7 separate regions of the Mus musculus genome follow, and regions 1, 2, 3, 4, 6 and 7 are each linked to region 5. A link is a contact called in public Hi-C and HiChIP or PLAC-seq data. All regions are on one chromosome and are shown on one strand. Each heading gives the region's core, a stretch centred on a gene start, on an enhancer-like site or on the middle of the called end of the contact. The rest is flanking DNA. Distances are from core to core; before and after follow the strand shown.

The links. A called contact is a pair of places that touch in the nucleus more often than the background predicts. HiChIP or PLAC-seq counts read pairs in DNA pulled down with a chosen protein or histone mark.
Region 1: a contact with region 5 is called in an H3K27ac HiChIP or PLAC-seq map of stem cell-derived stembryo, with 10 times the contacts expected there. The contact joins the enhancer-like site here to the promoter of Btg2 in region 5. A contact is called at or near these places in 3 of 115 datasets of contacts at active chromatin or transcription factors (embryonic stem cells, pancreatic cancer cells and stem cell-derived stembryo).
Region 2: an H3K27ac HiChIP or PLAC-seq map of embryonic stem cells shows a contact between it and region 5, with 3 times the contacts expected there. The contact joins the enhancer-like site here to the promoter of Btg2 in region 5. A contact is called at or near these places in 6 of 115 datasets of contacts at active chromatin or transcription factors (astrocytes, embryonic stem cells, forebrain and 3 more).
Region 3: an H3K27ac HiChIP or PLAC-seq map of double positive thymocytes shows a contact between it and region 5, with 2.6 times the contacts expected there. The contact joins the promoter of Ren1 here to the promoter of Btg2 in region 5. A contact is called at or near these places in 4 of 39 promoter capture datasets (the HPC-7 cell line, HPC-7-derived erythroid cells, cranial neural crest and 2 more), 5 of 115 datasets of contacts at active chromatin or transcription factors (double positive thymocytes, embryonic midbrain, embryonic stem cells and 1 more) and 1 of 9 other capture datasets (embryonic stem cells).
Region 4: a FOXA1 HiChIP or PLAC-seq map of pancreatic cancer cells shows a contact between it and region 5. The contact joins the promoter of Golt1a here to the promoter of Btg2 in region 5. A contact is called at or near these places in 2 of 39 promoter capture datasets (embryonic stem cells and pre-B cells) and 3 of 115 datasets of contacts at active chromatin or transcription factors (craniofacial prominence, neural tube and pancreatic cancer cells).
Region 6: a Hi-C map of B cells shows a contact between it and region 5, with 9 read pairs. The contact joins the enhancer-like site here to the promoter of Btg2 in region 5. A contact is called at or near these places in 1 of 484 Hi-C or Micro-C datasets (B cells) and 4 of 115 datasets of contacts at active chromatin or transcription factors (embryonic stem cells, pancreatic cancer cells and pro-B cells).
Region 7: an HNF4G HiChIP or PLAC-seq map of pancreatic cancer cells shows a contact between it and region 5. The contact joins the enhancer-like site here to the promoter of Btg2 in region 5. A contact is called at or near these places in 1 of 39 promoter capture datasets (hippocampal neurons) and 5 of 115 datasets of contacts at active chromatin or transcription factors (embryonic forebrain, embryonic midbrain, embryonic stem cells and 1 more).

What each region holds. Positions count from the first base shown.
Region 1 is chr1:133,395,403-133,399,551 of GRCm38.p6, forward strand. All of the region lies in intron 1 of Sox13 (SRY (sex determining region Y)-box 13), which reads right to left. Among named protein-coding and RNA genes, the nearest start is that of Sox13, 27 kb to the right of the region's middle. Within about 2 kb of position 2,594, at least 95 of the 459 cell types and tissues checked have an H3K27ac peak or open chromatin away from gene starts, as enhancers often do. A contact at or near this core is called in embryonic stem cells and stem cell-derived stembryo, where this site is marked.
Region 2 is chr1:133,235,663-133,239,579 of GRCm38.p6, forward strand. It overlaps a transcript of Plekha6 not described here. Among named protein-coding and RNA genes, the nearest start is that of Plekha6, 8.5 kb to the right of the region's middle. Within about 2 kb of position 1,604, at least 124 of the 459 cell types and tissues checked have an H3K27ac peak or open chromatin away from gene starts, as enhancers often do. A contact at or near this core is called in embryonic stem cells, memory CD8 T cells and pancreatic cancer cells, where this site is marked.
Region 3 is chr1:133,348,454-133,352,604 of GRCm38.p6, forward strand. Ren1 (renin 1 structural) reads left to right here and starts at 2,221. Exons shown (of 9, transcript NM_031192.3): 1 at 2,221-2,344. The coding sequence starts at 2,253. RefSeq lists promoters at 1-2,228, 1,997-2,243, a silencer at 1,524-1,862 and cis regulatory regions at 1,612-1,634, 1,999-2,085, 2,024-2,153, 2,148-2,176.
Region 4 is chr1:133,307,331-133,311,289 of GRCm38.p6, forward strand. It overlaps Golt1a (golgi transport 1A), which reads left to right and starts at 2,493. Exons shown (of 5, transcript NM_026680.4): 1 at 2,493-2,581. The coding sequence starts at 2,557.
Region 5 is chr1:134,077,075-134,080,728 of GRCm38.p6, forward strand. Btg2 (BTG anti-proliferation factor 2) reads right to left here and starts at 2,081. Exons shown (of 2, transcript NM_007570.2): 1 at 1,838-2,081; 2 at 1-629. The coding sequence starts at 1,979. The coding sequence ends at 295.
Region 6 is chr1:133,082,526-133,086,792 of GRCm38.p6, forward strand. Pik3c2b (phosphatidylinositol-4-phosphate 3-kinase catalytic subunit type 2 beta) reads left to right here. Exons shown (of 33, transcript NM_001099276.2): 13 at 2,293-2,460; 14 at 2,976-3,087. Among named protein-coding and RNA genes, the nearest start is that of Gm51647, 9.0 kb to the right of the region's middle. Within about 2 kb of position 1,951, at least 77 of the 459 cell types and tissues checked have an H3K27ac peak or open chromatin away from gene starts, as enhancers often do. A contact at or near this core is called in B cells, embryonic stem cells, pancreatic cancer cells and 1 more, where this site is marked.
Region 7 is chr1:133,185,429-133,189,656 of GRCm38.p6, forward strand. It overlaps a transcript of Plekha6 not described here. Among named protein-coding and RNA genes, the nearest start is that of Gm51648, 27 kb to the right of the region's middle. RefSeq lists an enhancer at 552-4,065. Within about 2 kb of position 2,708, at least 105 of the 459 cell types and tissues checked have an H3K27ac peak or open chromatin away from gene starts, as enhancers often do. A contact at or near this core is called in pancreatic cancer cells, where this site is marked.

The sequences.
Region 1 (4,149 bases), core at 1,344-3,843, 680 kb before region 5:
TGACCGCTCAACATCACCAGAGGATGAGCATCAGAGGAACTTTGCAATGTCATTTCCAAGATCACGGCAGGCGAAAGGCCAGAGCAGCAGTTGCCCACCCTCCCCAGTTCCTGGGGCAAGCACTCAGAGGTGTGCTCTGCGCTCCAGTAGCACACAAGGACCTGGCCTCTTGGAAAAACATTGGGAGGTGGGGCCTCTTTGGAGGTGATTGGGTCAGGAGCCCTCTGCCTTCACAAATGGATTGATGTCGTCACTGAGAGGTAGGCGTGCATGTGGTGTTATTGGACAATTGAACTGATTGGCTTATTAGCTGACTGGTATTCCTGTGGCCTCCTGCCGTGGGTAACACAGACAGAGGTACTTGTTGTCATCCCACTCTCTACAATGGGAGAAAATGGACTTAGATGCACAGGGATTCAGTTTTCAGAGCAGACGGAGGGCAACCATAAGATGCTGTAACAGACCCTTAAACAGAAGAGGCTGTGCGACACACGATTGCCACGTATGGGACATGTATGTCCCCAGCAGATTCCTGTCGCTGTACCACTCCCCAGCTTAACCAGCCATGGTCCCACACCAAAGCTGTTCACTTGCAGTCTGAGTTGCAGCAAAAATGACAAAACCATGGGCTGGAGAGATGGCTCGGCGGTTAAGAGCACTGACTGCTCTTCCAGAGGTCCTGAGTTCAATTCCCAGAAACCATATGGTGGCTCACAACCATCTGTAGTGGGATCTGATGCCCTCTTCTGGTGTGTCTGAAGAGAGAGACAGTACACTCACATATTTATTTTATAATAAATAAATCTTTAAAAAAAAAAAACAACAAAATCCTTTTCCTTTCTTCACCATCCCACAGTCGGTGTCTTCTCACTAGGTTTTATCAACTTTAGCAAACAATTTTCCCTCTATGGAGAACTTTCACCTCTTATGTGGATGTATGTATGCCTGAGTGAATTTTTGTGCACATGCATGTGCCCACGGAAGCCAGAGAAGGCGTCAGATCCCCTGAAGTGGAATTACAGGTCATATGAGCCACTGTGTGGGTGCTGGGAACCAAACCCGGATTTTCTGCATGGCAAATTAAGTGTTCTTAAATTGATGAGACTGTCCAATCAAGCACTGGGATTCCAGCATTCCTGTGACTTCAGGTTGGGGCCGCTGTTGAGTATGACAAAGGAGTGTATGTAATTCAGGGGTAGAGTGTTTGCCTAGTATGTACAAAGTTTTAAACTCGGTCCCCAGCACTATACCTAACTGGGTGTGCCAAAACAAACCTAACAGCCAGGTGGTGGCACACACCTTTAATCCCAGCACTTGGGAGGCAGAGGCAGGCGGATCTCTGAGTTCAAGGCCAGCCTGGTCTACAGAGTGAGTTCCAGAACAGCCAAGGTTATACACGGAGACACAGTATCTCAAGAAACAACCACAAAAGCTGGAATTGGTGGTACACACCTGTGATCCTCAGGAGGTAGAGACAGGAAGGTCACAAGTTTGAGGTCATCCTTGGCTACATAACAGTTAAGGGGCAGCCTGGGCTCATGAGGCTGTTTTAAAAACTCCAAAACAAGATCAAGAAGCCTCCTAGGCAAAGGCGCTTGCTGCCCAACAGTGCAAGCCTGGCTGACTGAGCTCGAGCAACAAAAAATGTCGAAGGTAAGAACCACTCCAGAATTGTCACCTGACTGCCATACACGCCAAATACCTCCTCCCTGTCACACACACAACAAACACATTTAAAGCAAGACAACTGAAAAACCCATTATGAATTATTTACGTGTAGAATTTTCCATCTTATACTTTCAGATCACAGTGGAGCGAAAATAAAGGGACAAGTGCATCTGTCCATCACATCAACCCGGTACAGGGTATACTGTAGTCTATAGCTTACACCAACCCCTCTGGCACTGTGGACTCAATTATATAATGTTACAGTTCTGTATACAACAGAACACATACATAAGGTGTCTTAAGACCAGTTACAAGAATATTATAATTGACACGTATGTATTTGATTGCACCCTTCAGATCAGACCACAGCAGACTCCCCCACCCACTTTCTGAGCACCTGGTGCCTCAGCAACCCAGAAGAGAGAGAGCAGGGCGAGAGCGGGCTAGTGGACCCTCAGAGGTCCCCCATCTCACCTGGATGAAGAGAAAAAAAGAGACCCCAGCCCAGTTAGGCCCAGGGGTTCTGGGGGTGCCTGGAGAACCTGCAGAAAGCAGGCAGCTCAGCCCATCCGGCTGGGGAGGGGCTGGGAGCCAGGCCCCGCAGGGGGCAGGAGTGGGGGCGGGGTATTACCCCGGAGCTGAGGGCAACAATTACATAACAAACAAACCCGGGCTCAAGCTGTGAATTAATCAAACCGCTGAAAATAAAACCTTCCTCTCAGGAACTTCAGACAAAAGAAATGAAAACAACCAGGCTGGCTGGAAAATAAAAGGCAGTGGTGCTGAAAGCCGGGACAAAAGGAAACCAGACAATAGGGTGTTGGACAAAAGCAATAAAGCCAGAGGAAGTGTGACAGGCGCACAATGAAGGCCTGTGGGCTTCTGATCCCTCGGCTCTCAGCCACCTCTGTCCCACACCCACTGGCTGCCACCAGGTCGCCTCCTCTGGCCACACTTGGATCCCAAGGGCTTTTCTTCTTCATTAGGCCCAGCCTCTGGGCTTCCAACTCCTACCTCAGTGCAAGCAGTCACAGCCACCGCAGCCAGAGAGCACGGTCAGATGAACGCCGAGGCCAAGTGCTGCCCCACTGGACGTGGTGACCATCCATCCACCCCACTGAGGGGGAAACAGAAGAGTCCACTGCCTGTCCTGACTGCCCAGAACCAGCCCTACTGGCTACATTTAGCTACTGAGCCCCAGTAATGCAGCTAGTGCCGGTAGGAATGTGCCGTATCAAACACACCAAGGGTCCCAAAGCTAACGAGTTGTGGGTACAAACTGATGGGTTAGGTTAGATAGGACATCCTCTCTTTTTGTTCCTCTCTTACATCTTTTAAAGATCTGTTTTATTTTTAATTGTGTGTGTGTGTGTGTGTGTGTGTGTGTGTGTGTGTGTGTGTGCACTCATAAATGCATGCTGAAGGCAGAGGCATCAGATCCCCCTGGAGCTACAGCTGGAACTGTGAGTGGTTGTAAGCCACCTGGTCACTTGTCCTTGGCAAGAGCGGTAACCACTCTCAATCTCTGAGCCATTTTCCTAGCACTAGACAAAACATTGAGCTCACCTTTTTTTAAAATATCTTTCCCTGAGACAGGGCCTAACGGTGTAGAGCAAACTGACCTTCAGATCCACCTGCCTCAGCACCCAAGAGTCACCTAATTCGTTTTATCATTTTGTTTGTTTGGGGTTTCGATGGGGATTGTACCCAGGACCTCACCAGCCTAGTGTGTACTCTACCACTGAGCAGCACAGCCAATCTCATCTCTATCTATCTATCTATCTATCTATCTATCTATCTATCTATCTATCTATAGACACAGCAGCACGTACTTGAGTTCCAGCGTGTCCCTCAGGCCATCTTCTCCCGTGGATGCCCTTTTCCAGTTTTCCCATACGCACCCAATACCTTCAGGTCATACACAGGGTTATCTGATATCAGGAAATGGCATCTTGGGACTCCCTGCACTGCACAATGGGGATAAGAGAACCCAAGATGAAGAGGTAACCTATCAAATGTGCCTGTTTTACATTCTCAAGGTACCTTGAACTTGGTCTTCAAAGGACCAATCACAGCTGGTGATGCCTCAGAATGCCTGAGGATGTTTCTGGCTCTCCCCCATTGCCTGGGAACCTGACCCATGCACCTTACACTTATCACTGTAGCCCCAGGTCCTAGCACAGTGCCTGGAGCAAGGGAGACTGATGCTGCTCCCTGTACTTCCTCTGTGTGAAGGACACCAGCAGTAGCAGAGCGAGCTCATTCCTCCTTCTTTCTCCCCTGCTGGGACAAGCGCTTTCTTATAGACCTGATAGGAGCCTCCCTGAAGCCCCTTCTTCTCCAGGGGCTAAAGACCCTATCAATCTCCTTAATAACGCCTTCCTTGCAAAACGCATGCCATGCCTTCTCAGGGGATTTCCCTCTTTCCAGATTCCCCAAACCCAAAGCCCTCAGTGCACAGGAGACAACTATGGGATCCCC
Region 2 (3,917 bases), core at 354-2,853, 840 kb before region 5:
TGCTCTTAACCATTGAGCCATCTTTCCAACCTGAGCAGGGGTACTTTGCCACTGGCTATATATTGAAGGAAATGTTCTCCCTCTACCGTCAGTGTTAACCATATATAAATTCCACGACAGGGTGTTGACAGTTCTGTGCAGGTAATGACAGCTGCTGGGAGGTCAAGAGTGCATTGGCCACTGTCCTGCCCAGAAGTCAGAATTTCTCACGGCCCCCACCCCTTCCTCCAGCTCTCACACACTTTCTGCCCCTTCTCCTGTGATAGCCCTGGAGAGGGTAATATGCACGTCTCATTACAGTGGGCATTCAGTAGCCATTATTCTCAGTACTTTGACCTTGTGAGTCTCTATAGTCATGGTTGACCACTGCAAAAAGAGCTTTCTCTGATCAAAGATGACAGCTTGCTTTGGCATTTTTCCTGCCTGACCTCAAGGTCCAGGAGGCTCGTGACTGAAGCATGACAGTGTGACTGAAGGAGCCCAAGCGTGGCTATTCCCTGTGCCTGGAAAGGACCCAGAATGCAGACTTTGAAGGCTGTTCGTTTGATCCCTTCCTTTGCCCATTGGTAAAATGGGATCCTTTTAGTAAAGGGCGGATTAAGCTGTTCCATCAGACATCAGGGAAGGAACATCTCAAAGCCTTGTAGTTGGGAAGCTCAGAACTTACTAAATTCCATCTTTTGTAGTATAACTGAACCCTCCCATTGCCATGCACTCCTCGGAGCCTGAGGAAGACAGAGTCATCCTGTTTGCCCTAAGTTAAAATCCGTTTAGGGAGTGACTATGGAATTAATTCTTTATGGGACCATGAGGATTTAGGCCTGGGAATTTGGAACCATGTCTCACAGACTGTAGCCCCCTCATCTGAAGAAACAGCAAAGAAGACACGGGGCCTTCATTTGACTGCACAAGAAGTGGCAGGGTGGGCGGACACACACATACAATTCACATCTAGACAAGCCTTGCTTTTCCAGAGGGATGTGCTTACAGGTCATATGGTGCATCCCAGACGAGCCCCATTGCAGCAGGGAGTAGGAAGGGTATGTTCAACAGTTCGTGACACAGTCCATGTGACTGTCTTCATCTCTACCCTGTCTCTGAAGTTTTTTACTTTTTCTTTTAGCTGAGAGGGAGGAACCTGGAGGCTTCTCTGTGGGTGGCAATGGCCTTGTGCTTACCCACCCCACTGACCTGGGATAACACCGGAGAAGCTTCCAGAGTACAGAGCTTCCTTTGCCCATTGTCCCTCCTCCAGGCCCTGAGCCCCTCTCCTCGGCTGGCCATGTGTGTAGCAGACTGAGCAGGCAGGAGGAGGCAGGCCCACTAGGATCTGTGTTCTAAGGGCTGCTATGGAGGGTGCTGCAGATACTCTTCCCTCTCATCTTGCCTGACATTTCTGGAGCCAGTAAGTGTGCGTGCTCATGTGCGTGTGTGTGCAGACCAGAGGATGGTCTGGGGGGGGCTGGGAGGGCATGAGCTGGGCTATTTAAAACAGAACATATCTGCAGCCAGCCAGAGAAGAGGTCAAACTCTGGGCGCAGGGCTGGAATGTAAGGGGCCAGGCAGTGGGTGGAGCTGAGGTTCCACCCTTCCTGGCAGCTTGGAAGGCTTCTCAGTGCCCTTTTGGGGAAGGTGGGGCTGCTCAAAGCAAGTGTGTGGAGTGGGGAGGGACTCTACCCTGCAAACTTCTGATGCCCAGGCTGCACACCGGAAAGGGGAGGGAGCATGCGAAATCCAAGCTCTTGGCTGAGCAGAAGGACAGAATTTAACCTCAGGTGTGGGGATTCTCAGTGTTCTTTGCCACCGGAGATAAATCAGATTAAGCCAAGCTTGATGTGAGAGGGAAATGAAGTGGTGCTGAGCCAGGGGCAAGGAAACTCAGAGAAACACAGCATGTGGGTGTATGCCAGTGGTGGTGGGGGGGGGGAGGGGGGGGACACAGGAGACTGGGGGGGGGGGGGCACAGGAGACTGGATAGGGCTTAGCATTGAGCCTTCACTCCCAAAGCTTCATCTAATATATAAATCTGTATTTGCAGTCTCCCAGATTCTTTGAGCTTCAGGTCACATGAAGCCCAATCTGCTCCTGCAGCCAACGTGTCTGGAAACACACAACACACGTGTCCACCCCCTTCCCTCTTTGCCCTCCCACACGCCTCGGCTCACCCGGTAGCAGCTGTACTTCATCAGAGTCTTCACATGTGCATGCGTGTGGTTTGGGGCTTCCTGAGTGGCTGTTTATGGCTAGAGAATTGCCTGTTCCGGCTCTGTGACTGAAGGACCATCTGGGCTAAATCGATTGCTTCCTGACCTTTGTCCACCCTGCCCTCGGCCTGCCCTGTCCACCCTGAAGATGCTCTCCAGCTCTGTGCGTGCCTACTTTCCTCCTCTTACAGTGCGTTCCCCCCAGCTGCAGCTGCATCTCTAAGGTGGGGAGAGAAGTTAGCTTTCATAGATGATTTCCCGGAAGCACTTAACAGTGGCCTCCTCTGTCCCCTCATTCACTCTAGTGGCAACGGGATTCCTTCTCTCACGGCCACTGTGTCCCAAGGAAGGAGGAACCAGCCCACCCTACAGTTGAGCAGTTGCAGCAAAAGCACTGGAATGTGGAACTTTGTAGTCAACTCCGTCTGCCCAGGGATGCTATTGCTAGGGCTGACTTACTTTTCAATGCCTAAGTAAGATGGGGCACACAGGAAATGTTCTCCTAGGGGCAGGCATCCCACCCGAGACCCCCTGGCATTGCTTACCCTGGCTGCCACTGAAGAGGATTCTGGGTTGGATGATCCTTTGGTCTGAGGTAGGGGGTCTCTGGGTCCCCTTCCTCCCTTCTTCCCTCCCTTTCTTTCTCGAGACAGGGTCTTACCAGTTGGTCTGGAACTTTCCATGTAGTCTAGGCAGGTCTTGAAGACATGGCAATCTTTCTGCCTCATCCTACTGTAGGATACAGTTATGGATTCTCTCTAGTAATTGTTCTCTTGATGGACGGCTTCTTTTGAACCAAATCTCTCTCTCTCTCTCTCTCTCTCTCTCTCTCTCTCTCTCTCTCTCTCTCTCTCTCTTTCTCTCTCTGTTTTGTTTGTTTATCTGTAGACATGGTCTCACTAGGTTGTCCTAGGACTCATAGAGATCATCCTGACTCTGCCTCCCCAAGTGCTGGTATTAAAGGCGTGCGCCATCATGCCCACCTTTGGACCAATTCTTAAGCATCCATCTTTCTGTGACAAAGTGCTGAACTAAGAATCTTTGTACTGAGAACTGGCCTTCATCTCTGAGGGATGAACCATCAGGGAGTCAAGGTAGATCCAGTCATTGGCAGCCCCTGAATGTTTATGAAATGCTGCCAGTTGTCTTCTGTTCGCCACTGGTGTAATCTCCTCTAATCCCATAGCAAACCCACGAGTAAAATCCTGGCATTATCTTCTTTGTACAGCCGAGAGAAAGAAGACAGAGAGAGGTGCAGTCACCCACCCAGAATTCTGTAGGCAGAAACTGGAGGAGCTAGGATCAGGAGTGGGCCTGTTCTAGAGCCCCAAACCTCAAGACTAATGCAAATTCAATGCAGTGCAAACAAACGCAAGAGTTAGCTTGTAGATGGAGCATATGAAGGGAATTTCACGCTGCATAACTGAAACCAGGCTGGCTCAACTTCCATCCTGGGCCACCTCCAGCTCTCTAGCTTCCTTAGCAGAGCAGAGGCAGATCACCTGATCTGGCTCCTGTGTGGGTATCAGAGGTGTCCAGGGGGTGAAGGCAAATAGATGATTGGCTGGTGCTTTGATCCAGGATGGTGCCTTGATTTCCTTTTTCTTCTGTGCCAAATGTCAGGTTATCCTGGGGGGAAAGTAGAAAGATTTGGGGGTCCCAGGTTAATCCTTGTTTCAGGAAGCAAATGTCCAGCCACAATCCTTTGTCCTC
Region 3 (4,151 bases), core at 971-3,470, 730 kb before region 5:
CTGGGGTTTGGCCATTGTATACTCGGGTGTCACAACAGTCCTTCTTCCAGGGGCTCCGGGATCTACAAGCACAAGTGTTTTTTTTGTCAACTTTATAACTCTAGCATCTAAGCCATGCGTGGTGGCACGTGCCTTGGATTCCTGGACTTGGGAGGCTGAGGCAGGTGGATCTCTTCGAGTTTGAGGCCAGCCTGGTCTATAGAGTAAGTTTAAGGATAGCCAGGGCTACATAGTGAAACCTTGTCTAAATGAGCAAGCAAACGAACGAAACAAAACAGAAACGAAACAAAAACTTCCAACTGCCAAGGACCTAATATATAGCAAACGCTCAGTGAATGAGAGAGAGAGAGAGAGAGAGAGAGAGAGAGAGAGAGAGAGAGAACCCTCTGCAGGACACAAGACATGCATAATCAATGCTTGTTATTCAAGGCATCATCTCCTTTGGGGGCATTCTCAAAAGTCCTCTCCTGTCCCAAGATATCTGAGAATTCTCAGCAGCCTTCCATTTAGAAGGGTGTTGTTGTCTCTGAGGCAAAACCACATTTCTTACCGCACAACTAGAGACTGAGACCAGTTTCTCTCATTGTCATTGCTGCTCAGAGCCAGCAGAAAAGCACTCATGACACACACTTAGAATAATAGTGCATCTGAGCCAGGACTGCCCTTGGGGTCCATTCAGCTGTTTCATGGGGGCCAAGAGAGGGGAGAGAGGGGTCCAACCTCAATGTCACACAGCAAGTTCTCAGTAGAACCTAGGGCTTTCCTGTGCTCATCGCCAGTCTCTAGTTCTTCTTGCATTTGATAAGTAGCAAACTCCATTGTGGCCAAGAGGCATGGACACAGACATCACTTGGCTGCAAAGGGATGGAGGCGATACCCTGGAGGCCACACCTCTCAGCCACAGCAGAAGACCGTCCATGATGTCAGGGTCTCCCTTGTAGAATTGATGGGCCATTTGAAGTGGTCCCTGAGAAATAATCAGGAAGAAGGGTAGAGTGGGTACCTTAGGGAGAGTAAATACTGCCAGCCAGGGTCAGGTCACTTCGACAGCTCTGCCAGGCTTCTGAGAGGGTACAGGGAAGAAGGAAGGGGGCAAAAGGATAGGTCTAAGGGAGTGAAGGGCCAGTAGGAGGGGGTCAGCTGGAAGCCAGCTGCGCTTGAGACCTCCTTTCTTTTAGAGCTACCCTTCTGTCCACTATCACTAACCCCAGGAGGGGACACCCCACCCCTCTCCCTGATGCCAGAGGTTAGATGACAGGTTACTTTTCCAACTAGGCAGCAGCCAAAAGGAATCACCCATGATCAAGATGGAAGACTAGGGCAGAGCCTAGGAGGAGCCAGCCAGGGGTGATTTGAAGGTTAATATAGAAGATGCAGGCTCAGGGGCATGAGTGGTAGGGTCTGAGTTAGAGGTTTGAAGCCAGGGTCTATGCTGTCTGTACCCTGACCTCATGCTTGAACAGCACAGTTCCTCATTAGACTCTGTCTAAGCTAGAGGTTGCGGGGCCAGGCCAAACAGGGACTCTAGAGTCATTGGGCTCAGCCACCCTTCCCACACCCCCATGCCTGCCACCACTCTGCTCTGTGACCAGGTCCTGCTTATCCTATACCTACCTAGCTTGGTCTCACAGGCTAAGATTTATCAGAGCTGCCCTGCCATGGGCCTTGTTGGGCACCTGGCGTGGGGAAATAAAGGAGGTGGGCGAGACTCACCAGAGCTCAGAGAGACTGGGCGGGCAGACAGCAGGGGAAGGCACTGGGTGGTCTGGCAGCTGGAAATGCTGGGAGGCCTTCTTGGGGGAGATTAGATAAAGCTCTTCAGGGGAAGGCCTATTCCATGACTCCAGCATGGTGAGTCTAGATGAAAGGAGGTAGTCTATGGTTTTAGAGCTTTATTGTAGAAGAGAGAGAGAGAAGGTAGAGAAGTAGAAGCCAGTCATTGCCATGAAGAAGGAAGGGGGAGAAGGAGAGCGAAAGGTAAGAGTAAGAAAACAAGAGCTTTAGGAGAGAGACAAGAGAGAGAGGAGGAGGCAAGCAGCCAGGTAACTCTGGGGGTGGAGTCTGGACAGCCTACATGACTGATGGCCACAGAATTATGGAGCTGGGTCCTTGGCCAGAAAACAGGCTGCCTTTCATGGTCCCACAGGCCCTGGGGTAATAAATCAAAGCAGAGCCTGTGATACATGGTGTGTATAAAAGAAGGCTCAGGGGGTCTGGGCTACACAGCTCTTAGAAAGCCTTGGCTGAACCAGATGGACAGAAGGAGGATGCCTCTCTGGGCACTCTTGTTGCTCTGGAGTCCTTGCACCTTCAGTCTCCCAACACGCACCGCTACCTTTGAACGGTAACTTGGGCAGAGAAGGGGTGGCAGGGTACAGGAACTGGCATCTTACTAACGCCCTCAGCTGTCTATACGTTGGATCATCCAGTCCTTTTGGCCAGCCAGTCAGGGATGTATGATCCTGCTCTGACAATCCTAGGGACTAGCCGAAAGCCCTAGTGGACGGCCATAATTAAGGGGTACCACAACTCCCCCTTCTACTACTTTTTTAAAAGGGAGGGGTCACTGGAGTGATTGTGTCATTTGTGGTAAAAATTTTGGGTGGAGTGGAAGTATCAGAAGAAACATGTAGGCCAAAGGAGTAACATGACTATCAGTTAATTAATCTAGATAGACATTAAGTTTTCCTTGCGATCATGTAACTTCCCCCAAGTTCAGCAGCCCTTTGGCTTTGGCGAGAGAGTTCATCTGTAGCTGGAAGACCTCAAGTCTGTCCTCTGTGGGGTTCAGCTCGTGTCTCTGGATCTCAGCGTGTGTCTCGGGAGTCTTCCGTCAGATGAGGTGTCTGGAGGAAGGCAGCTTTGTGGTCTGCAGGTCTCAGGAGACAGCGCTGTCTCTACTGGATCTGTGGCTGCAGGCACTGTCCTTTTCTTTTGTGGGGATAAACCTGTGGGGTAATCACAGCAGAGGAGCAGAACCCTAGCAGCAGGATGTCTGCATAGGGTGGATGGGGAACGTTAAGCCTGCAATGGTTTGCTTGGGAGCACATCCTGGCCCGTTGTTAGGATCCTAGAAAAGCAAGGGTGTTTGAGGAATGTAGTCCTGGAAGGCATCCTTTAAGTCTGCTTTGGGTGGCTAAGGAGGAAAATATCATGTTAATTGTGTATCTGGGATAGGCAGTAACAGATTGTCTGCAAAAGGAAGCTGGTTGTCAGTTAAGGATTGGATGACGGTAATCAGCATGGTTAATTTGACCCGGGGAAGCACATTAGATGGCTTTTGGCCCTTAAAGGAAATCATGAATGCTACGGAGAAAAATAAACATTAAAATAAAGAAGCAAGAAAATTTTGGGTTGAAAAGCTTCACTAGCAACAGATGAGGGTAAGCAGCAAGCTAATCTCACCAATCCTCAGTCCGCCATTCAAAAACAGGATGAAAGCAGAGCCTGCTTCACCGGCTGCTTTGAAGATTTGATGAGAGGATACGCATAGCACTTCCGATGCCAGGCGGGGAACGGTGTAAGAAGCCATGGTTACAGCATGGATTACCACAGAGTGTAGGAAAGGGAAGGCTCCTGGCAGCCCCACGAGGGAGGATGAAACAGCCATTTAGTGCAGTTCTAGGGCTGTGGGAACAAGGCTTCTTGAGGCAGGAGCAGGGCAGAGGCAAGAGAAGGCTCACCCAGCAATGGTCTGGGGACTACGATGAGGAAGTCCTGAAAGAGTCGAGGCAGTGAGAGCTGTGAATCTGCTTGGTGCTTAGGAGCTGGTGGGTTGCTTTCATCCTAAATTGAGTCTCCAGACATCAGCACCCATGTTGCAGATGGGGATCCTAGGGATGTCCTCCAGGAAGGTCTGAGGACCCACTGGTCTTTGTTTCCAAAGTCCCGCCATCTTGCTCCCAGCATGCAGCAGAGAGTGTGGGACTAACTAGAGGGCGTGGGGTTCTGTGCTCCCTGCTCTGTGTAAAGTATTGAGCAAGTCACCTTGAGGGGCTGAGCAATGGGCTTTCTTCTCAAGGCCGTTGCCTTACATACACACAATGTCCAGCCTCCACGCTTAGCCTGAGCTGTGACTAGGCAAGACAACCATCAAGGTGCCAGAGGACGAAGAGGTTAGTGAATGCTCAGAACCGTGCAGCATGCCCTCA
Region 4 (3,959 bases), core at 1,243-3,742, 770 kb before region 5:
ATAACTATACTAGAATGTTAATAGCAATAACTATCTCATTAGTGCTTATATGATTAATCAGGGTGCCCAGATCAATGCACTGGTATATGCTTCTCAGTAATGCCCGCCGCCCCAGTGTGGTAGGTACTATTCTTAGCTAAGAAACTGAGGTACAGAAATTTTAAATAGAAACCCTAAGGTCTCATGCATGACATTAGAGCTTTCCGGTTTTAATGGCTGTCGTACTGCCCCCTAGTGGGTGTTTAGAAGATTTGCAAGAGAGCCTTTAGCTGGTTCAAGCATGGACAGCAAATCCCTGGCTAGCTTTTTCGTTGTTGCACTGAGCAGCACAAACATCCAAAATAAGACTTGCCTTGGTCCTCGGCAAAGCTCTTTAGAGTGTCAATGCCTGAGCTAAAAAGCGCTTCTCATATAAGCTTATTCAATGTCAATTCATCATACTACTAAAATGTTTGTGTGGGGTTTTAAGCTTTTTAGAATAAGTTTCATAAGCACCTCTGTGAGATTATTGTGAAGAAACTTCAATGGACTGTGACATAGTCTCGAAATTATCAAATAATATGTGTACTGGCAACACATATTATTATTATTATTATTATTATTATTATTATTATAGCAGTTTATAACAGTTCCTGCAATCGAGAGTTCTTTCAGTGTTGTCAGACTGTGTTGCTGAAAAACAAAGACACTGGTTGCAAAGCATCTGCCCAAGGTGAGCAGAGCACCCCAGAATCATTGAAGAGAGTTCTCAAGCCAGTGGCTCTCAACCTGTGGGCCATGACCCCCTCAGGGGTCATACATCAGATATCCCAAATATCAGATATCAACCTGTGGGCCATGACCCCCTCAGGTCATCAGATATACTGAATGTCACATATTTACATTACAATTCCTAACAGTAGCAAACCAACAGTTATGAAGTACCAACAAAACAATTTTATGGTTGGGGGTTCACCACAACATGAGCAGCTGTATTAAAGGGTCGCAACCTGAATTTGGTTTCCAGCACCCACGTCAGACAACTCACAACACCTCTAACTTCAGCTCTAAAGCTTCCTGTTCAACAGGTACCTGCACACACACACACACACACACATGCACGTGCACACACACACATGCATACATATAATTAAAATGAATAATGATAAGCCAGGCATGGTGGCACATGCTGTAATTCCAGCACTCAGAAGGCAGAGTTCAGAAAAATCTTTGTGAGTTCCAGGTCGGCCTCATGTACATATCAAGTCTCAGGACAGCCAGGACTATGTAGTGAGACCTTATCTCAAAAAAAGTACTAAAAACTTTCGTATTTTTCCACTCTTTACATTTTCCCTTAATTTTTAAAGATGTTCCGTTGTATGCAGAGGTCAGAGGACAATTCTGTGGCGTTGGATCCCTCCCTCCAGCTTTATGTGAGTTTTCACAGCGCCTTTATCCTTCAGGCCTGACCCTTTAAACTTAAAGTTTTATATAAACCCTGGTTTCTCTATCTTTGTCTGATGCTATCAGGGGATCCACTCCTGGTTGCCTTTCTTGGGTTCCCTTGCAGGAGCAGCAAGTGGTCCTCAGTGCTGGGCTGGCCCCTGAGGCCCCATCTGCCTCTTCGCCAGGCTTGCAGAACACGGAATGATGTGCCCATGTCTATCTAGCTACTCAGTGGATCGACACAGGTTCCCTATCTATCTCGTCTTCTCCTGAGAACAATTCTCCACCTGCTCAACCTCACCACCCCATCAGGGCACTGCGGGGGCGGGGTGAGATGAGGGACAGGGAGGAACTTGAAGTCTCTGCTGCCTAACTCCACGTGACACCTACACCCTTGGTTTATATAAATCTGACTCCCCTTAGGTCTGATATAAGTTTTACTCATGAGTCTGTGCCCCTAGTATCTCTCACGTGTGCTAGCACAAAACAACAAAATAAATATATAGGCCGGGCATGGTGGCACACGCCTTTAATCCCAGCATTTGGGAGGCAGAGACAGTGGGATTTCTGAGTTCAAGGCCAGCCTGGTCTACAGAGTGAGTTCCAGGACAGCCAGGGCTACACAGAGAAACCCTGTCTCGAAAAACCAAAATAAATAAATAAATAACCAGCACATTTTAAAGCTGGGTGTGGTGACACATGACTTGAATCTCAGCACTGGGGTGGCAAAGGCAAGTGGATCTCTGTGAGTTCAAGGCCAGCCTGGTCTTCATAGTGAGTTCCAGTCTAGGCAGGAGAGATAGTCTTAAAAAAAATAAAAATAAAATCCGAAGGGCCGGGGCGCCATTCCACCTCTCCGAGAAAACCAGCTGTGCCCAGACCCTTGCCTTTCCATTCCCACGTTGTTCAGAGGAGGTGGGCCAGCAAGAACTTTGTGAATGTTAGTTTCAGAACAGGTCTGTACCTTTAAGTAGCCATTTGTGTGGGGAATGTGGGAGGGTGAGAGTTAATGATTTACCTGCGGCTCTGTCCCTGTTGCCAAGGGTCAGCCACCCTGGAACATGCTCAGGCTCGGTCCTCTGGGCTCTCCACTAGCCAGCTGACCAGGAAGGCCCCCCCGTGGACTGAAGCATGATCTCCATCACCGAGTGGCAGAGTGAGTGGCCTGGCTGGCGGGAGCCCGTGGGGCTGTGGAGGGGTCCCCACTAGGGTGAGTGAACACTCGCTCTTCCCAACCTGGTTCTTCTGCTGGGACCTACAGATGTGACCTCTGGAGCCAGCGGTTGGAAGCTGCTCTGTTGGCATCCTCGAAGCAGCAGGGGCGGGGCGGGGCAGGTGTGACCTCTGCCTTGTAGAGGGTGGGGCCACCCGAGGCAAACTCACAGCAGGCCGAAGCCCATCTCACCTATAGTTCTGAGAACTTGGATGCCTCTGCCCATTCAGACATCACCCCAAAACCTCAAGGTCTTTTGTGGCTCTGGGTCTGTATCCTCACCCCAAACATCCCTACTTTTCCTTTAGGGGAATTAGGTAGGAGGTGGCCTGGGAGGAGCCGATTGTCCACAGGGAGGGGAGAGCTAAGGTCTCACTGGCTGAGCTGCTTAGCTTCTGAGCCTGCTTTCTCTCAGTGAATCTATGGTAACATTTGCTTTGTGCCAAGCACTGTGCCAGTACAGACGGGAATATCAAGACTAAGGCAGGCATGCCCTCTGCTTACCTTCTAGCAAGGGAAGGCAGCCATTACCTTAAGAAGTGACTGCCTAGCAGGTCACATAGTAACAAGAGCCAGCCTAACACAAAACTCTTTACTCTTAAAGGGGCCGTGGAGTTTGAAGGATGTGAATGCGTGTGAGGGTATTCATATCCTCTGTCCAGGGAAGGCTTTGTTGCAAAGGGCCATTAATGCAGAGCACTACAGGAAGTGAGAAGGTAGGCTATGCAGCCGTCTGGAGGCAGAATGTTCCAGGAAGAGGAAACAGCCAGCACAAAGGTCCTGAGACATTGCATCTGCGGTGTGCGAGCCCCAACCAAGAGACTGGTGTGGCTGAAACATTATAGGCAGAAAGGTAGCCTATGCTGGACCACTGTATTAGCCCATGCTGGACCAGTGTGTAGACAGCAAAGGTTAGAGCATATGAAAAGCTCATTCTGGCTGCTGAGGTAAAGTAGACTGTAGAGGATGGAGCAGCAATGAAGAGACCCTTCCAAGGCGAGAGAAGACAGGGCCAGGATGTGAGCCGTACAGAGATAGGAAGTGGTCCTGTGGGCCTGTGTGGAGGAATTTTCTGGAGTGGAGATATGGAAGGATAAAAGTTAAGAATATTTCTCTGGTGCCTGGGGAGTGTCCCAGAAAAGAAGCCGAAGTGGGAAGCAGGAGCCAGGTCTGAAGGGGCTGGGCGCCCTTGTCTCAGACATCCTGGATAGACTTCAGGCAGGGAGTTAGAGGGTAAGGGTCTGAACTCCAAGGGACTTGTCCAGAAAGAGAAACATGGAAGTCACCAACACGTAGATAGCTGATGCTTAAAACCAAAAGA
Region 5 (3,654 bases), core at 831-3,330:
CAACCCATTCCCCTAGGCAAACACTGGCTCACAGATGCAATCAAGAACAGTTCTCTCCAAAGGCACCTGGGGAGGCCACTTCCAAGCAGCTCCCTTTAAAGAATTGTTTTTCTTTTTCTTTTTTTTTTAAAAAAAATCTTTTGGTTTTTTTCCTCTTTTCTTAAAAAAAAAAAAAAAAAACATGTATAAATAGCTCTTCATTTTAAAAATACAGTTCCCCAGGTTGAGGTATACGGTGGCCTGTTGTCAGGGCAGCATGAGAACAGTAGAGTGCCAGGGTCGGGTGGCTCCTATCTAGCTGGAGACGGCCATCACATAGTTCTTCGAGGGGCTGCTCCTGCCCAGCATCATCTGGTTCTTGCAGGTGAGGAGCCCATAGGAGGCAGCCACCGGGGCCTCCTCATACAGGACACAGATGGAGCCATCCTCCCCGATGCGGTAAGACACTTCATAGGGATCAACCCACAGGGTCAGCTCACTGGGCAGCAGCCGGTGCAGCTGGGGCTGGCTGAGTCCAATCTGGCTGGCCACCTTGCTGATGATGGGGTCCATCTTGTGGTTGATACGGATACAGCGATAGCCAGAACCTTTGGATGGTTTTTCTGGAAACCAGTGGTGTTTGTAATGATCTGTGGAAAAAAACAAGAGGAAGATGCGCCGTTAGAAAGCATTCTCTGATGTTTACCACAAGGGGAGGATGAGGGGAGAGGGCTGGGGAGGAGACTTCCTCTTCTCAGCGACAGTATTTAAGAGCCTCTCCTTAAACTCCCCCTGCCACTTAGAAAGATTCCTGGGTCCTTTCCAAGTTTTTGTACACTGGAAAGCAGCCCCAGAGCTTTCAGGTAGATGCTCTATGGTGGTCATGGATATTTTTGGCACAATCCTGTTTAAGGCAGGAAGGGCTAGCAAGAACCGGCAGGGCCTCTGACGACCAAGGCACTGAAATTTCAAAGCCGGTAGGTAAGCGGCCAATGTTGTTGGTTGCCCAACAAGTCACAAGGCCTCTCATCCCTTCCGCATCAGAAGAGTTTTGAGATCTTTAGCAAAGGTAAGGGGATAAAAAATGGTTTTGTTTTGATGAAACAGCTGTTGGTCCTCAGATCTGTGCCAACATGTTGAGAGATGGCTATCGCAGCCCAAGGCAACCAACCAGTTATAACAGCTGCGGACAGAGGCTAAAGGGTGGCTTATCACTCCTCCACCTCCGTCCCTCACACCCTGCCTCCATAACACACACACCCCCTCCCCGCCCTCGCAGTTGGCTAGGCTACCAGGCTCTTTTCTGTACTACAATAGGTGGCAGATGGTGAAGAGGGACCAAAAAAGAAAAAATACAAAGGGGGCCCAGATTACAACTTGCAGCGGGTAAACACGCGGCAGAATGGGCCTGTATGATGACAGGCTCAGGACTATACAGCAACAGTGGCTAGGACTCAAGAGTTGTCTAGAAAGTTCAATTGCGCATAAAAGTCGCACAGCTTGGCCTGGCTTCACATCCCCTGAGGGTCTGTTGTTCTCCAAGATTCGGAGATAAGGGTGAGCTCGGACTCTGAATACACACACACACTGACTTTTCTCATGGTGTTGTCAGGGTCTCAGAATGTACTCAAGGAAGAGGGTCGGAGCCTCGGGAGCGAGGCGGGGACTGGAGGGCTGGGAGACGGGGACTTAACCGAAGGGACAGAGGACCATCAGTGGCCTCAGAGATTAATTAGAGAAAGACATCTGAGACCCGGAGTTGTTCGCGTAGGGGTCCCCGTCACAGAACAGTGATAAAGACACCCCAGGCAAGAAGTGGCCGCGCCCGAGTGGTTCCAAGACCCCGACGTGTGCTCACCGGTCAGTGCGTCCTGGAGCGCCCTACTGAAAACCTTGAGTCTCTGCTCGCTCACGCAGCCCCGAGTCCTCAGGAGACTGGAGAGGAAACCCACGGCGGCGGCGATCTCCGGGAGCATGTCGGTTCTCTTCCCGTGGCTCATACCGGTGGCTGAGGAAGTAGCTGTATTAGAACGATGATGACGGTCTGGCCACCTCTCGGGCTCTGCCCGGACTTTCCCCGGGCTGCGCCTTTCATACCACTCGGGGAGGCGGGGAGCCGTCGGTGGCGCCCATTGGCCGACGCTGGCGGATGGGGGCGTGCCCCTCCGGTGTCTCGCCTCTCCCCTCCGCCTGCGCCCGCCCCTCTCCGCCCCGCCCGCCAGCTCGCCCGCGCCTCCCAGGCGCTGAGGTCATCGCTCACTGACGTCATTATTGGGAACAAGCACCGGACTCCCGTGCTGTGGGAGGCAGGCGGGAGAGGGCCTTGGACCTGGGCAGAGGAAGCGCGCTACACCGGGCATGCCCGGACGTCGTCTCTGCACAGCGCCAAAACCCAGGTTGCCTGCTGCCTCCTCCAGGATGCCCTCGCCGATGTTATTTCTCCCATGTCTCCTGACAGACACTGACAGAGCCGTTCACCCCCCTACCTGAACATCTCTGCCACTCATCCCCCCAGCTGATCAAAACGGGTTCCTCGTGTTTTCAGCAATGGGGATTGTATTCTTTTTGCTTCCATAATAATTCCACCTCCCCCAACAAATTCTGCTCTTCCTCTTCTGTAATTGCCTAAAAGTAATCAGCTCTCACTGTTTGGTGGGAGGAGTGTCGAGGAGAGTATTTTCTGTCCGTAGGGTTATTTTTCCAGCACTCACTTTCCTTTAAATGGCAGTGTCTGTGTGTGTGTGTGTGTGTGTGTGTGTGTGTGTGTGTGTGTGTGTGTGTGTGTGTGTGTTTAAGTAATCTGGTGTGAATTGTACAAAGTTTTCCATCAGTTCCCTGCCCCTCCCTCTTCCCTGATTGTTTTCCTTCCTTTTTGTGCACTGAGGCTTTTGTAAACACTAGCTCCCCAGAGGAAAGGCTTCAGGTCTGGCTTGTCTACACGCAGGGGCTCAGGGACTGGTGCCAGGAAGCTAGGCAGACTACTGAGTGGGGCAACTTGTCACCCACATCTCTGAGCCCTGCACAGGATGGGGCCTGAATTTAGCGCCATGGCTTGTGTAAAATCCTGTTTTCCCTGAGTTCTAAGCCAGGCTTCTCTCCCTGTATCCCTGGTCTGAGCCACCAGCTTCCCTACCTGGATCCTCTGTATCCACCCTACCCCATTTCCCTCTTCCCTTTTCTCTCCACTGTCTGTTTTGCTGCTTGTTTTTCTTCAGTGGACTTCCCATCAATACTTCTGTCCCTTTTCCCACATGCTCTATCCCTCCCTCTAAATGTCTAGTGCTCCCTCTAAAGCTACCTCCCTCCCTGTTCCCCCTTTCAGACAAAGCTACTGATCACTGTCCCTATAGCACCCAGACCCTCTTTTTGCTTCCTCAGACCTGGTCCCAAGACTGTTGGCTTCTTCATCCCTAAATAATCTCAGTGGGTTCCTTCCCCTCCCATGCCCAAAGCACCTTCCCGGAAAGAGTCTTTTTCTAAAGTGTCCATCTGCTTGCTCTTGCCTTGCTCAAACCATCTGAGACAACCCCTCCCCCCCTTGCCAGGTTGCCTGGACTCATTTGCCTGACCAGCAAGACATTTCATCATTTTCTACAAACGACCTACCTTTGTAGGTTCCTACCACTTTGTACTATAGGGTCCCTTTCGTCACTGTCAGAAGACAGTATCACGACA
Region 6 (4,267 bases), core at 701-3,200, 990 kb before region 5:
CTAAGCACTGGACCTGGTCCCTGACAGAGTATGAGGTATGGACACAGCCCAGCCTCCCACGTGGGTGTCCTTCCATGCTAGGGTCAAGATCTCTACCTTGTTACGCAGGACCAGGCCCTGTGGGAGGTGGTTTCTCTATGTAGCCTTGGCTGTCCTGGAACTCACTCTGTAGACTAAGCTGGCCGTGAACTCACAGAGATCCACCTGCCTCTGCCTCCCATGTGCTGAGATTAAAGGCCTGCACCGCCACACAAGCCTCTTAGTCCTTCTTAATGAAGGCCAAGGCATGTGGGAAAAGGCATGACATGCTGAAGGTCTGGACTCAACTTTGAGCCAGCCATCCTCAGTAGATGACAGACAGCCTGCAATGGAGGCAGTTCTAGGAGTGCTCTCCAAGATTTGGCAGAGTTGTTAGGACACTAAGAAAACAACTTGCTCAGTGGTAGAGAGTTTGCCTAGATTCATGAGTGGCGCAAAGATGAAACAAACCAATAAATAGGAAAGTACTTTGGATAGCTGAGCATGGGGTGCCACACCTGTACTCCAGCACTTAAAACACTAAAGCCAGAGGATTGTTACGAGTTCAAGACCAGCCTAAGTGAAATAATGAGATAAGACAAGAGAGACAGAGAGAGGGAGCGATAGACTGAGAAAGGGAAAGAGACCAAACCTGGTCCACCATCTACTGCTTGGTAAGCAAATGCACTCTCCTTTTCTGTCCTCATCATCTAAGCTCTGACCGTCTCAGTTCCTGTTTCTCTGTTCCAGGTGGCTGGCAGTGACTAATGCCCAGGGGGATATTTGTGTGAAAATGCTATCTATGTCACATCAGCCAGGTCCAGAGTAATAACTAATATCACACAGCAGAAAGAACCCAAACTATATAGGCTGCTCTTCTCCTGGTGAGCGTGCCAAGGGCGGAGCTGTCAGTTCAGATGCTCAAGATTGTGAGTGGCCAAGCAGGAGCCCCACCCAGCACCTCACAACCCCAGTAGCCCCAGTGCTATAGTGTTGGAGAAGGGCTCACCGAGAGGAGAATTTCTTAGGCCAGAAGACTCAGCTCTTCAGGAGAAGTAGTGGTTCCTTTGACCAAGCCGAGGCATAGGGTTAGAAAGGTCATATTGGAATCCCAGATACACTGGGACCTGAGGAAGGGGAGGCCTTGCCTGCTTCTCTGTATTATGGTTTCAGTAAGGCAGTTTGCCCCTTCCTTCTTTCTTTCCTTCCTTCCTTCCTTCCTTCCTTCCTTCCTTCCTTCCTTCCTTCCTTCCTTCTCTCCTTCCCACGGCAAGGTCTCATACTCATGCAGACTTAAATTGACCTTGAAATCCCAGCCGTCCTCCTGCCTCAGCCTCCCAAGAGCTGGGATTACGGCCATACCACGGGTCAGCTCTTCCTCTTGTTGGATGACCAGACCAACTTCCTCTCCCTGGCTGTGGGGTCAGCTGCTTCTCCCTCCCACTGTAGTTGGATGGACATGGGATCAGCTTGCTCTCAAAATAGGCCCAGCAGCCATGCTCTGTCACCTCCGGCCAGACCCAGCCTGGCATATCCCCTGGCTGCTGAAGGGGCCCTAATTATAGCTGTGGGGCCCCCAGGGTAGAAGCAGCTGGGGCAGAGCCGGATTGTGCCAGTCTGCGGCTGCTGAGTGCCTTCTTTGAGTGGAGACTTTCCCCAGGAGTGAGGGGCAGTGAAGAGGGAGGCTGCCTTATCTGTGACCTCTGACCTTGGGGGTGGCGGCCCTGCCTCTGTGCCCTTTGGGTGTAGCAGCAGTCGGGCCTAGGGCCAGCCAGGAGGGTGTGGCAGTGTGGACTTTGGCCCAGGGACAGCTTCCCGGAAAGGTAACAGGGTGGGCCCTGGCTCTCTTTTCCCCAGCCCCTCAGCTCTCTCCACCTCCCCACACCCAAATCTCCTTACCCTGAACTCAGAGGGTGTGGCTGGGTGTGGCCCCGTCAGGGCGGACCGTGAAGAACATCTGGCCTTGAGCGCTGCTTATGCTGCTTATGCGTGTCTTGGCCTGGCCTGTTTCCTTTCTCACTCTTCTCTGAAAAGCCCCTTCTCTTTTTTCCCATGACTCTGTTTTGGGGGGTCCCTGGGGCTAGGAAAGGTGGGACAGAGAACCTGGTGCTTCTTCCTAGAGAGGCTCTTGAGACTTGTCCTGGTCCCTTGGGAGGCATGCCTTGGGACATATGTGACACCCGAGTGGAAGGCTGCTTCTCTGCTTGTACTTTACACCCCCCGCCCCCAGCCCCCCCCCCCAAGGCTGTTGACTTTGATCCCCTTGTTTCCTAGGATCTGCTTTCCAGTGCAGGTGAACAGGCTACCTCGGGAGACTCTGCTGTGTGCCACACTCTATGCCCTGCCCGTTCCCCCTCCTGGGGGTTCCTCTGAAGCGAATAAGCAGAAGCGGGTGCCTGAAGCTCTGGGTTGGGTCACTACCCCTCTCTTCAACTTCAGGCAGTACGTGTGAGCGCCAGGGGAACAGCTTCTAGCCTTGGAAGGGAGCAAGGGGGATGGAGATAAAGCCTGGTAGTTATACTCGGTACTCCCTGAGAAGGGTTGGCCACATGGCGCTCACTGTGAAGCCCAGAGGTCCCCATCCCTGTAGAGAAGTCAATGCACAGAGCTGGTGACCCGGACTATTGATGTAACCTGGCAGGTGGGGGAGGGGCGTGGGAAAACACTATCCCTGTAACAAGTCACGGGGTCCTGTATCAGAAGGACTTCAGAGGTCATCTACCCAGGCACGGAGACACCCCTGCCAAAGGGTCACCTGAGTGGCAAGCTCAGAGAGGCTTTCTGCCATGGGAGCCCTCCTAGAGCTTGAAGTAAGACCTGTGGCCTCTGGGGATAATCCAAGGGACAGGAGTGGGGGAGAAGCTTCAACTAGAAAAGGTTTGGGGACAAGAGAGCAGGAGAGAAACCCCCAGCGTAGGCACCGCTTGTTGGCTCATCTTACCCTCCTTCTGCCTTAGAGTCTTGACCTGTGGTCGAAAGCTCCTGGGCTTGTGGCCAGCGACACAGGAAAACTCCGGTGCCCGCTGGAGTGCGCCTAATTTCCACCAGCCAGACAGTGTTATCCTGCAGGTGAGACCCAGCTAGGAACTCTGGGCATGGGATGAGATGTGGCCAAGCATCTCAGTAAATGGGAGAGCATGAGTCGAAGACATCCCCCTCCCTCAATTTCACAGCATCCTCTAAAGTTAGGTCTGAGGCCTTCTCCACCCATGGCTCCCCTTGCTTTGAGACCTCATGTTTCTAGGTCAGATCCAGCTGGGCGCTCCCTTCTCTTAGGGCTCAAGGGAAAGTGTTCCCACTAGTCACTCAAGGGACATGTTCTCTTTGGAGGGAGGGTGGGAGAGAAGCTGCCTCAATCCTGGTTGTGATTCCCATTTCTCGAGCCCATGAGATGCTGTGGTGTGGAATAGGGGGTGGCAAAACCAACAGACAGTGAAGAAGAAAGATCCAGAATACAACTCCATTAGCAGATGGTTTTACCTTTGGCTCTGCCCGGTACGGGTCAGGTGCTGAGTGAGAGAGCAGAGCCCCTTAGAGAACCGAACCGGATTGTTCAGCTCTGATGCCCACTTTAGGAGGATGTATGTTTTGGTGGCTCAGAGCAGATGATCACAGGCCCTAGAGTTAATAGAGCCTTCACTCACTGTGTGCTACCAGATCCAGACAGGCTAGGATGCCTCTGGGACCACACAAGGAGGTCCCCAGCTTCAGCCTGGGTACTCTCAGTGGCTTGCCCTGTCAATGCCGTTCAGGGTTTTGAAGTGGGGCCTATCCTGTCTTCCTTAAGCATCTCAACTCAGCCTTTCCCTACCTTCCCCATTGTTCATTTTTGATTCGTTTTGGGGTTTTTTTGTTTTGTTTTGGTTTCTTTGTTTGTTTGTTTGTTTGTTTGTTTGTTTGTTTTTTGAGACAGGGTTTCTCTGTGTAACAGTCCTGGCTGTCTTGGAACTTGCTTTGTAGTCCAGACTAGCCTTAAACTCTCAGAGAGTTAACCCAGCCCATGTTTCCTTTTTTTTTTTTTTTTTTTTGAGGGGAAGATTTGGATGAAACAGGGCCTCTCTATCTATGATTGCTGACTGGCCTGGAACTTACTGTGTAGATTGGGCTGACCTCAAATTTGCAGCGATGCTCCTGCCTCAGTCTTTCCGAGTACTAGGATTATTGGCGTGACCCACCACACTAGGCTTCTTATGGTTGCCTTTCAATTTTTGCTGAAAGTTACAGCTGGGATTTTGGGGATCACCACAGA
Region 7 (4,228 bases), core at 1,458-3,957, 890 kb before region 5:
CCCAGGCATACACAAACAGGAGTGTACACACTCCCAGGCATACACAAACAGGAGTGTACACACTCTCAGGAATGTGCGCGCATGTGCACGCACACACACACACAATTGTATGGCATGATCACCATTGAATAAATTATAACATCTTTTATGGTGTTAACTTGCTTTTCTTCATTGTTTCAAACCCCTTCAGAAGTAGCAAGAACTAATGTCATGTTTGTGTTTCTTGTGCAACCACTCAGAAGCCAGACAGGTGGGCTGTCGGGAATGCAGTTGGGAAAGTTGGTTCTGAGGTGACCTGCTTATCTCTGTAGACCTGTGGCCATTGGTCCTTATTTCGTGGATTCCGGGTAGTATGGAGACACCTGTGCCGGTAGGAGACAGGGTGATCGGTCCAGACTTTAGGGCTCTTCATGGTTTCATTTGTGCGTGGAGACTCTGCACTTGAGGGAGCTGGCCCAGAGTGCATGATGACCGGAGGTCTCTCCTTATTGCTGAAGTCACTGTCTACCGAGTCTGACTACCATCACCTGAGAAGATCGTGCACCTCTAATTGCCAGTGCCAATTTGCTTCTAATTAGTCAAATGCTAGCAATTAGCTTGTTAAGTTCAACCCGGCTCTGGTGTTGAGGTCATTTTCTTGATTTTGCCTCTTTTCTGGGTCCTCGTGAACACCAGGGGCTGTCTGGAGACTGCAGTCGGCCTGTTTGCCTCACCTGAACCTGGGGCTATGTCACTGCAGATATGAAAGGACAGTAGTGGGGACACACAGCTGTTTTGGTAGATGATGACTGCAGTGCTCAGGGACCTGCTAGAGTCACAGATAGGCAGGGAATCCAGGCTTCTCTTTTTCCAGTCCCTCTGACATTTTTCATCTCTGGGGTGGGAGTAGTCCACTGTGGTCCTAGGATGCAAAAGTGGTTTTCTTTTTAACTTCCCCAAGTCAGGGTCCCACAATATTGTTAAAAAAAAATTCAAGGTCTTACAAGGGAGCAGGAGATGGGCAAATGACTGTTCTGAGTGAATCATATTCTGTAGCAGTGGTGGCTCTCAGCCATTTTTTCTTATTTTTTAAAATACTTATTTATTTAATATACATTCGTACACTATAGTTGTCTTCAGACACACCAGATCTCATTACAGATGGTTGTGAGCCACCCATGTGGTTGCTGGGATTTGAACTCAGGACTTTGGAAGAGCAGTCAGTGCTCTAACCACTGAGCCAGCTCTCAGCCTTCCTAGTGCTCTGACTCTTTAATACAGTTTCATGTTGTGCTGATCCCCAGCCATAAAATTATTTTTGTTGCTACTTCATAACTGTAATTTTGCTACTGTTACGAATTGTAATATAAATACCTTTGTTTTCCAATGGTCTCAATTGAACCCTGTGAAAGGCTTAGTTGACCCCAAAGGCATCACAACCCACACTTTGAGAACCACTGTTCTATAGCGTGGCTCAGAAAGAGACTCCTGTTAGGTGATCCTCACAGGTAAAGATTTTCCCAAATAGTTTCAGTACCCTGGGAAGTTTCTTTAAATCTCTGGGTTTTAGAGTCTGGTGTGATAGTGCATCCCTCTAATCCCAACACTCAGGGGGTTTCAAGTTCTAGGCCATCCTGGACTACATACCAAGATGCTGTCTCCAAAACACAAAACAGAAAACACCTCTGGGTCTCGGTTCTAAGCTATCCTGCAAGAACACGAAAGACCTCTTCCTAGAGGTGAAGATGAAGCATAGTGTGAGTGATGAATCAGCCTCCAAATAATCATTTAATGTCTAAAAAGTCTAGTAGCCAAAGCCAGGTGCGGCAGGGTGGGAGAGGGGTGGAGTAAGCCACTCAAGGGGTTTCAGGATGTCAGTCTGTCCATACCTTAGCTTTGTGACCTTGTGCAAGTCCCTGGATTTCTCCAAGTTTTGGTGGCTCCATATGCAAAGTGAGATAACACACTTGTACTCCATCAAGGTAACTTTACCAATAACACCCAGAGTGTGACCAGCGTAGCAAGAACTAGAGAGTACACGTAGAGACACTTATATTGCGAATACGCTGACTTCTGCGCGTGTTGGGAAGAGGGGAATCCTGAATCAGGCTGACCAGCAGCCGGTGGCTACTCAGTCTGAGAAACTGTTTCTTGTGAGAGGTGACAGTGACAGTGAAAAAAGTGGTGGGTGGCTTGGCAAGTGAAGGGGTTGCTCCCAAGGCTAGGAATCTCAGGTCCATACCTGGGACCCACGTGGTGGAAGAAAGAAAACTGACTCCTGCCTTCTAAGTTATACATGCACACTGTGACATGTGTGAAAGAGAGCGTGCGCTCGAGCACACACACACACACACACACACACACACACTCTCTCTCTCTCTCTCTCTCTCTCTCTCTCTCTCTCTCTCACACACACACACACACACACACACAAATAAAACCTAAAAGGTTGGCTGACAGGGTTCTACATAGTGAGCTCCAGGCCAACCAGGACTAGAAGAGACCCCCAAAAAAAAAAAGTTTGGCTGGCAGGATCAGGCTTGGGTGACAGAACCAGGGAGGTTAGCGTGTGGTTCATGCTCCTTACTGGAGGAGGCTGCTTCATGGGAAACAGAGGTCCCAGACAGCAGGAACTTAATTCCCTCAGGCATGTAGGCCTCTCAGCCTGGGCCAGTCCTGTTAGCAACCTCCCAGCTGCTTGGTAGCCTGGTTGGTCCCCTGACCTTCCTATGCAAGACAGCCCGGTGGCCATGCTGGGTTGCCACGGTAACTGGCAGCCTCCCAGCTGAGTTGCCTGGGTAACCAGTTGGCTGGTATTTGGGGGAGGGGGTACTGAGCTAGGGAGAAAAAAAAATCAACCTCAAAAGAGATGGAGAAGGATATAGGGTGGGACAAAGAGGAAGATGGGTGTGCCCAGCCTTCTTTTTCCTTTAGGGAATTGGAAAATCCTGAGAAAGGCAAAAACAGGATGCTGTGTTGTCTCTGCCCTCACATGTATGTTCCCACATGTGTATGAGTTTCCTGGCAAGGGCCATACAAACACAGGTCTCAGTCCTAGCTCTTCTTTCCCCACCCCTTCATCTGTAAAACAGAGGGGCTGATGGGAGTCCGCATAACTACTCAGTCTGCAGTGGAGGGGCTGATGGGAATCCCCACCATCTGTCCATGGTGGGTCCCCTCTTTTTCCACCTTAATCTTTTTCATTGGTGGATACTTCCTAGACTGTCACCTGCTTTCCTGGTCTGAGCCTAGTTTGGTGGTAGAGCCTGGGATCGGGGCTGGCACTTGGGAGATGTGACTCCTAACTCCTAAGGAGCTTAGCATTCCAATCTGCTGAGGACAGAGAGCAAGTCACACAGGTGAGAACTCTGAACACAGTTAAGGAAGTCTGAAAGGTGCCGCCTAATGGGATGTTGCTGAGAAGCCGATATGAGATTTATCCTTCTCTAATAACAAGCATGCTACCTTCACTTGCCACAGCTTCCTGCTCTATTCCAGGAAGGCTCCCCACACCGTTTTCTAAATATAGCCTTGACCCTTCTCTTGATTTCACACCCACTGGTGAGTCACCACATGGAGTTTGAGAAACACAGAGAGGCTGCAAGGAACCCCAGGCTCTCTCTTACGTTCCACACCGAGTATTGCCTGTCCGGACCTTGCGGCTCCTATCTGTGAGGTTAACCAAGGGTCAGCGGTCACTCTATCTGCTACGGTCACAGAGGCATGTCCCCAACTTGGGACCTCAACAGGTATATTGCTCAGGTTCACAGTCTATTCTTTGTCTATTGTCTTTGTTAGGTTTCTATTGCTGTGAAGAGACACCATGACCATAGTAACTCCTCCTTCTCTTCCTCCTCCTCGTCCTCGTCTCCTTCTCCTTCTCCCTTTTCTTTTCTTCTTCTTTTTCTTTATCGAGACAGGGTTTCTCTGTCCTGGAACTCACTCTGTAGATCAGTCTGGCCTCCAACTCAGAAATCCACCTGCCTCTGCCTCCCAAGTGCTGGGATTAAAGGCATACGTCATCACTGCCCGACCACCACAGCAACTCTTAAAAAGGAAAACATTTGATTGGGGCAGGCTTACAGTTCAGAGGTTTAGTTCATTATCATCATGGTAGGAAGCATGGCAGCATGCAGGCAAATATGGTGCTGAAGAAGGAGCTGAGAGTTCTACCTCTGGATCAGCAGGCAACAGGAAGAGAGAGTGACACTGGGCTTGGCTTGAACATTTGAAACCTCAAAACCCTCCC